Linked DNA regions of Pan troglodytes: regions 1 and 2 are each linked to region 3. A link is a contact called in public HiChIP or PLAC-seq data. All regions are on one chromosome and are shown on one strand. Each heading gives the region's core, a stretch centred on a gene start, on an enhancer-like site or on the middle of the called end of the contact. The rest is flanking DNA. Distances are from core to core; before and after follow the strand shown.

Region 1 (2,700 bases), core at 50-2,549, 340 kb after region 3:
CAGGCTGTGGGAGTGATCCCGGAGTTCGGCACCACAGCCCGTTAAACAAGGGCATTTCATGGGAAACGGAGAGGGAGCAGATGAGAGACCTTGAAACCTTCCAGCAACCTTACCCCCACTTCCAAACTCCCGCGACTACCCCAAGACCATTTCGGCCAAATCTCAGTAACTGGCACCATCTTGTACTTTGACCTCACCAGGCAAGGCATCCTCTGGGGAGAGGGGTTAAAAAAAAAAAAAAAAAAAGCCAGAACTCCACGGCTCAGCGCCACGCTGTTCCACCTCCCCCAGGCTGCCAGTTCCCCACCTAGAGGGAAAAGGCTGTTCCAGCGATGTCAGTAAACACTGTCGGTTGGCAACACCTGGCCGCGGAGAGCTTCGATCTCTCCCGACCCCAGACACCCGGGAGCTGCCCGGTCCCAAACCCGGGCCAGCCACGGGGACCAAACTGCAGTGTCACACCGGGGTCGGGGGAGGCGCCTGTGAGAGACGAACGGAATAAAGGGAAAGAAGGGGGACAAACAAATGAGTCACTTAATACAAGGGCTGCACATGCCGCTGACGCTGCCGGTGATGCAGCCGCGGACGGAGGGAGGCCGGCGGCCGGGAGGGGCAGGCGGAGAAAGGGAAGGAGAGGGCGTGAGGCGCTCGCCCTTTGTGGGGCCGTCCGCGCGGCCCCACAGCCTACGCCCCCCTTTCCCGCCCTCTCCCCGACCCTGCGGGCTGAAGCTGCTCGGGGCTGCCGCGGAGCCCCAGCCCCGAGAGTCAACTCTCTCGGTCTCCAGAAGCCATCAATACAAACTTCGACACTATATTTAGTTCACGAGCAGACCGGCTTGGGAGGCGCCGCCGCCGCGCCCGCCTGGCGGGGCAGGAGCCGCAGCCTCAACCTGCCGCCCGCCCCGCCCCTCGGCGGCCCACCTGTGACAGGTGTGCAGGTGCCCCACACGCCCCCGGCCGCTCCTCGCCCCCGGCCCCCCGCGGCTCCGGGCCCGAGCTCCCCAGCCTGCCGCCCCTCCGGGAGTCCCCCGCCCCTCCGCAGGCCCCGGAGCGCCCCCCGCCCGCCCCTGGGCGGCCGCGCCCGCACTCACATAGCGCCTCAACTTCTTCTCGGGAGGCGATTTCCTCAGCCAGCCGGTGCACACCACGTCGCCGCCGCCGCTCATGCTGCCGGCCTGGAGCCCGCCGCCGGGTCGCGCGGACGAGGGCGCGGGCTCGGGCAGCTGGGGCAGCGGCCGGCGGTGCGCAGCTCGCGGGAGGCCAGGGGCGGGGCGGGCGGGGCGGGCGGCCCGGCGGGGACTAGGCGGCGCGGCGCGCGCCCGGCAGCCTCGCGCGCGCCCGCTCCCCCGCCCCGAGCGCGCGCAACCCGCACTCTCCGCCCGGCCGCCGGGGGAGCAGCTGCAGCTGGAAGGCCGGCTCGCTCGCCACGCCCGCTCCCGCCGCGCCCCCGAGGCCGCCGCGCACGCGGACGCGGGGCTAGGGACCCGCGAGGATACAGAAAGCCACCGCCGCCGGCGCGCCCCGGAGTCTCGCTTTCTCCTGAGGCCCCAAGCCGCGGGCGCGGAGGCCAGGGAGGCGACCGCGCCCCTGGCGCTGGCGGGTGTGAGGGGAAGGGACTGCGCGCCCTCGGTCGTCGATCGATTTTTCACCGAGCGTCGACGGGGAAGGGATACTAGGGCTGCTCACGTTTCCGATACATTCTGCGGGTCAGGTTCCGGCTGAAAGGAGGGACGTCTTCCCAGCAAGAAGCTCCTTAACTTTGGCGTCCCTCGGCGGGAGGAGGAGACGGACCTACTACGCGCCGGAGCCTTTGCTTTTGTAGCTTACAGGATTGTCTTCAGTATTGTTCCTATTTTATGGACAGCCTAAGGGCAAGGGCTTGTACAAAGCCGAGCCAATTTTCCAATTCAGGTGTGTGGGGGAGGAGGGGTCCCGGTCATCTGCTATTCAAAATGAGGGCATTGCCTTAATGGGATCGACCTGGGAGCCTCTCATTGCCTGGAAACCAAGTCCAGCTGACTCCCTCCTACACTGCCTCTGGGAAAACACAGTTTAGTATAGAAAATTCGCATGATTTGTAGAATGGAAGAAGCAAAACTAGTCAATGTATTTCATAATGAATTGGAAGGCAAGGTCAAGTGCAGAAGAACAAGAAATTGGGGTCCAAATTCCCCAACGTTCCCGCTCATTGACACAGGCTTTGAGACCTCTGTTTGTAAATATAATGATATCCCAGATGTACGTGGAAGCACACAACCCCAGCACTTCAGCGGGAGGGGGGAGAAAAAGAAAATCTTTTGTACGAGCTCTTTTCTCATCACAAAGTGTCTCTCTAAGCAGCATTAAAAGGCAGGTCCTCCCTAACTTCTCTGATAAGTGGATAGTAACCTGTTTATTCAATGGGGAACCGTGCTGTGTGGACAGATGAATTGGAGAAGCAGCATCTTGCACTGCCCCACACAACCTCAGACTAAAGCTGTTTTGTTCATTTCTGTCTCTGTGCAGCTGAGTTGTTTCAAGCAGTTGGACATCATTTGGTCCAACAGATCTTGATTGGGTTGGGGGAAGTTCACCCTCTTCAATTTGGAAAAGCGAATCCCCTACCACGTACTTAGCTCTTCTAGATACCCTGGGAGTTTTAGCGGTCAGTCCCCTGGATCTAACATTTCACTGACTTTCTTCAATATCCAGTGTGCTGCT
Region 2 (2,700 bases), core at 157-2,656, 490 kb after region 3:
GTAGTGACCTGAGATCACACCACTGCGCTCCAGTCTGGGTGACAGAGCTAGACCCTGTCTCAAAAAATAAATAACCACATCAGTGTACTTCAGCAACCTAATAAGAAACAGTCAAACACCTTGTTTATTCTGCACCTCTTCTATGTGGAGCTGCTGCAAATAATATAATCAGCAAGAGAAACAACAGCAGCTAACATTTGAAGACTATGAGCCACTGTTCTAAATATCTTACTTCCATTACCTCATTTAATTTTCAGGACTCAGGGACAATTATTATCTCTTTCCATAAGAGGAAAATAAGGTGTAGAACGCATAAACGCTATGCAGAGATTTAAACCTAAGCAGCTTAACTCCAGAGCTCTTTCAAACTGCTACATTCCAGTCTTTCTCCGAATTCATTAAAAATAAATTACATGCAGACCCCCACAATAGGCACTGAGGTGGCTAAAAGTTTAAAAGGCATGGTTTGAACAAGTATTTGCTGTCAGCCATGTGTGAATACAAAGGCAGGTAAGACACGGTTTCTGCTCTCAAGGAGGGAGGTCAAGACGACCACTTTATAAACCTGGATATTCATTATAAGGGATAAAGATAGAGAAAGGGGGCTTGTTCATTTACACTTTTGGTATGATTAATAAGTTTACAGGTAATACCCTGGAATCATGAAAGCAAAGTTCCAGCGCTTTACAGTCATCGGAACAGTTTTGTGAAAAGTAATGGAAAGCAGAAAAGTGCAAACCCGCGACGCCTACACTTTCCAACTTTTCCCTGCTGGTGGTTGTGTCTGACCCGACCGTAAAAGAAAAGCTAGATGTGGATGTGCCATATAAGTCCCTACAGGAAAAAACCCACTCCCTTCCCATTCACCAACCTGGATCTTAATGCGCTCCCCACTCGCGTTCTGAGCCCCGAGAGCGTCCCGCACGCTCAGTTTGGCTGAAGGTTTGTGCTTGGGGAAGGGGGCGGAGGAACAGAAGCGCACGGACCGCAGCAGGCAGCGGACCCCCAGCATCCCGCGTCCGACCAGGCCCTCCGCGGGAGCAGCCCAGACCCCACGGTTCGAAACCCGCCTGCAGCGGCCCTCCTTTCTCAGCTGCTCCCCTTCCGCGACCGCAGCTCTGCTCTAAGGCACTCCAGAGCCCCTCGGCTGCGCGCTTTCTCCTTCAGGACTCCCAGCTCTATCCCCACAGAACCTCTCCGCTTCCCACTTCCCAACGGGGCGGAATGGACAGGACACTAGGCAAACGCCAGAAAGAAACCACGTGCAGTTGGCAGCTGGGGCGCCCCACTGCCCGCGACAATTGTAAACCTACGAACAGACCCCGGGCCGCAACACGCGCAACCACTCCGTCCACACCACGCCAACGCCGCTTACGTCATCACGCTACGGGGAAGAAGGGAGAGCATGCGTACTCGTGACCCAGGCTTAGGGAGGCGTGCGGGAGGGGGGCGGGGTCAGGAGCCGAGACGGGGCGGAGCTAATGCCCTAAGGTTGTAGAGATTATTGCTGAAAGAACGTGGGAGCACATCTGAGGGTCTTCATTTCTAAACTTTCCAGGTGAGGCTGAGAAACTGAGAGGCAAGGAGTGACTGATGGAGAGGGAAACCGTCTCCATCAGTCAACAATAGGGATCCAAGTAAGAGGAGGCTCTTAGCTGTTAACAGGATTCGCTTGAAGAGATCAGTCTTTCCTTTCCTGAGTTCTCCGCAGAGAAATATCAGACATAGCCCCTCTGCGCAAGTCACAGTTGTGTGGTATCAGACAGCTAAACAGACAGTTGCATAAAAGGGTGATCAGTTTGCCTGAGATGGCTTCCTGGAGAAAGTAGTCCTCTGACAGGTAAATAAAAGGAACTGGAGGGACCTTGCATATGGCAGGCAAGACGGTGGGAAGATGTTGCAGAGACTGGAGGAAAGTCGAGTGTTTCCTGCCAGAATCCTCCAAGTCTCCCTCTTCCCTCTGCCCTCCAACACAGCTATCTGCATTTGTTTGACCTGGAAACAATGACCCTTTTATATATTAGGCTACGTTTTATTTAAAAAAAAAAATTCTGTAACTCAATGACAGTCATTAAAAGGTTTTTAATCTAATTTAAAAAGTAAAACGTTTGGCCAAGTGCGGTGGCTCACGCCTGTAATCCCAACTCTTAGGGAGGCAGAAGCAGGAGGATTGCTTCAGCCCAGGAGTTCAAGACCGGCGCTCGCCCTCGCTGTCTCTCTCCCGCTCCCTCTCACTCTCACTCTCTCTCTCTCACTTTTACCTTACTTAAAGTTGCTACTATTATTATACCCATTTTACAAATGAGAGAACTTACACACAGAAAGGCTAGATGACCTACTTAAGGATACACATTCCCTAAGTGTGAGATTTAAACCCAGAAGTGCTGGCTCTATGCACTTAAGCAGTATGCTGTATTACATAGTGTCCCAAGGTGATCCGTTCCATCAAGGAGCTCATGCTTTAGAGATGGAGACAAGCAAGAAAAGAGACTACTGAAATATCAACCAGTAAGTGCACACATAGATGTATGAGTTGTCTGCATTTGTTTGGACTGAAAAGTCACCCTTATATATTAGGCTACCTCTTAAATTTATCCAAAAAATTATTTTTGATATTTTATCCAAATATTATATTGGATAAAATATAATAAAATTATAATATATACATGTATCACAATTTTATATTTTATATAATATAAA
Region 3 (2,700 bases), core at 198-2,697:
ACTCAATCATCAAACACCCTCCATTCAGAGGTCCTTGCCCCCATTAGCTCCCACTAGCCCCACGGGCCTAGAAAGCTGTCTGTCTCTCAGTCCTGCCTGATAATCAAAGTTAACTTCAAAGACCCCTCTTCCAAAGTTCCTCTCCTCTTTTCCCTCTGGAAATCCATAGAGCTTAGCAAAGCTACTGTGGTGGTTATTATCAGAATAGTCAGTGTCTCTGATAGGAGGCCAGTGACATACTACTGGGAAGTACAGCACACTGGTTTAGAGCCTCCTATTCAAACCGTGGTCCTCAGACCAGCAGCAGCAGTGTTTGAGCGCTTGTTGTTAACATCCAGTTCCTCCCCAGACCTCATGAATCAGGATCCGCTTTTTTTTTTTTTTTTTTTTTTTTTTTTTTTTTTTTTTTGAGACAGGGTCTCACTTTGTTGCCCAGGTTGGAGTGCAATGGTGCAATCTCGGCTTACTGCAACCTCTGCCTTCCAGGCTCAAACGACCCTCCTGCCTCAGCCTCCCTCTGCGTGGGACCACAGGCGTGCACCACCACGCCCGGCTAACTTTTGTATTTTTTTGTAGGGACGGGTTTTCGCCCTGTTGCCCGTACTGGTATTGAATTCCTGAGCTCAGGCGATCCGCCCGCCACGGCCTCCCAAGGCGCTGGGATTACAGGTGTGAGCCACCTCGCGCAGCCCAGAATCCGAATTTTAACAAGACACCTATGCTATTCGTATGCACATTAAGTTTGAGAAGCACTGGTGTCCAATATCCATTCAGAGGTCAAAAAAAAAAAAAAAAAAAAAAAAAAAAAAAAAAAAAACAAAAAAAAACACACCAAGCTCTGCTACTTAATAGCCGTATGACCTTGGGCAAGCTGCTGTTAATCTGTTAGGCTCGGTTTCCTCGTTGTGAATAATACATCCCTAAAAGTGTTTTAAGGCCGAAATGCTATCAATAATGCCCACAGTGTGAGTAGTGCATGGCATGGAGTCATGGCTCATTTGTGCACACAGCACAACACGAACTGAGGAGAGTAGTTTCGGGTCCTTCACAGACTCAGTTCCTGCTTCACTGCACCTCAGTTTCTTCAAGTGCCAAATGACACTCTGGCTCTGCTTGATTCTAAAGAGCTAATGGGGCGCGGACTCCCCGGAAAGGCGAGATGGGGCCAGCTAGGCAAAAAGGCACGGAAAAGCAGAGCACCTCAGGGGGGCCTACGGCCGGGCCAGTCTGCAGCCCTACGACCCCCTCTCCTCCCAGCCGATCCCGGCCGCGCAGCACTCACCAGCCGTCGCGACCGGCCTCCGCCGGATCAGGTTATCAATCAGGCCGGAGCAGTAGCCCAAGAAGCCGATGTAGAGGAGCCGCGGGTCGGTCAGCTTGGGCGGGGGCAGGCTCCGGGCCTCATCCGGCAGAAACCGTAAGGGTTCTGGGTTCCGCCGTGCGATCATGGTGACGCCGTTTCCACTTGAGGCCTGGTCTCAGACCACGAACTACAAGGAAAACCGCGACGACCACTACCAGGGCCTAAGCGGTCAGCTTTCTCCTCCTCCTCTGCGCGCCGGACTCACGGGCACGGCGCAGCGCGGTGCAGCGCCTAAACGCTTCCCGGTGCGTGTTGCTGCGGGAACCCCGCACGCGAAGTTCCGGGCTACTAAGTTTCACTTTGCTCGTCCGCCCGCGCAAATTCTCTGGTGGGAGTGGGATTCACGGGCCTGGTAACGCGGGGTCGAGGAGTACCCCAAACGAGCCAAACTGGGCGAAGACTAGGAGATACTGATTTTCTTTTCTCCCAACTTCCCCAACCAGAATTGCCTCTCCCTCCCCTGCCCCTTCTGGAAAGATTTATCTTTTCATCCAATACCCACAAATGGGCATGATGCGTAGTTTTGATAAACGTAATTAATTGAAATTCCATAAAAGCTAGTTTTCGTTTTCTGAGTTTTCAGTCGTTCATTCGCATAGACACACCCTCCAAAGCCTAAAATTAAGGTCTGGCCAGCAACAAAAGAATTTAGAGAAGCCCAGGACTGGATCGTTTTAGTCTATTGTTGAAATTCAGATTCGGAGGCAGCACCCTAAAATGTTTCACCTCTGGGTCTTCACGTCCTTACACATGGCTGAGTGAGGAGGTGTTCCCTAAAGGTTTGAGTAATGAGGCCAGGCGCCGTCACTCACGCCTGTAATCCCATCACTTTGGGAGGCTGAAGTGAGCGGATCACTTCAGGAGTTCAAGACCAGCTTGGCCAACATGGTGAAATCCCATCTCTACGAAAAATACAAAAAATTAGCTGGGCGTGGTGGCGGGTGCCTGTAGTCCCAGCTACTGGGAAGGCTGAGGCAGCATAATCGGCTGCTCGGGAAGCTGAGGGAGGAGAATCGCTTGAACCTGGGAGGCGGAGGTTGCAGTGAGCCGAGATCGCACCATTGCATTCCAGCCTGGTCAACAAGAGCGAAACTTCGTCTCAAAAAGAAAAAAAAAAAAGGTTTGAGTAATGAAAGAAGGAATTTATAATTCTGTTAAGCAATTTTCCAGTCTCTGCTGTCAGGCCTCTCAGCCGAAGCTCAACCATTGTAACCCCTGTGACTTGCACATATGCGTCCAGATGGCCTGCAGGAGCCAAGAAGTCTGGGGCAGCCAAAAACCCACAAAAGAAGTAAAACAGCCACTTCCTGCCTTAACTGATTAACAAACATTCCACC

What was found. HiChIP or PLAC-seq counts read pairs in DNA pulled down with a chosen protein or histone mark.
Region 1: an H3K4me3 HiChIP or PLAC-seq map of stem cell-derived excitatory neurons shows a contact between it and region 3, with 4 times the contacts expected there. The contact joins the promoter of GAB2 here to the promoter of NDUFC2 in region 3. A contact is called at or near these places in 1 of 7 Hi-C or Micro-C datasets (stem cell-derived neural progenitor cells) and 1 of 1 datasets of contacts at active chromatin or transcription factors (stem cell-derived excitatory neurons).
Region 2: an H3K4me3 HiChIP or PLAC-seq map of stem cell-derived excitatory neurons shows a contact between it and region 3, with 4 times the contacts expected there. The contact joins the promoter of NARS2 here to the promoter of NDUFC2 in region 3. A contact is called at or near these places in 1 of 7 Hi-C or Micro-C datasets (stem cell-derived neural progenitor cells) and 1 of 1 datasets of contacts at active chromatin or transcription factors (stem cell-derived excitatory neurons).

The regions. Positions count from the first base shown.
Region 1 is chr9:80,442,158-80,444,857 of NHGRI_mPanTro3-v2.0_pri, forward strand. It overlaps GAB2 (GRB2 associated binding protein 2), which reads right to left and starts at 1,300. Exons shown (of 10, transcript XM_001164121.8): 1 at 1,092-1,300. The coding sequence starts at 1,166.
Region 2 is chr9:80,598,475-80,601,174 of NHGRI_mPanTro3-v2.0_pri, forward strand. It overlaps NARS2 (asparaginyl-tRNA synthetase 2, mitochondrial), which reads right to left and starts at 1,407. Exons shown (of 14, transcript XM_522122.7): 1 at 872-1,407. The coding sequence starts at 1,012.
Region 3 is chr9:80,104,135-80,106,834 of NHGRI_mPanTro3-v2.0_pri, forward strand. It overlaps NDUFC2 (NADH:ubiquinone oxidoreductase subunit C2), which reads right to left and starts at 1,448. Exons shown (of 3, transcript NM_001071781.1): 1 at 1,283-1,448. The coding sequence starts at 1,448.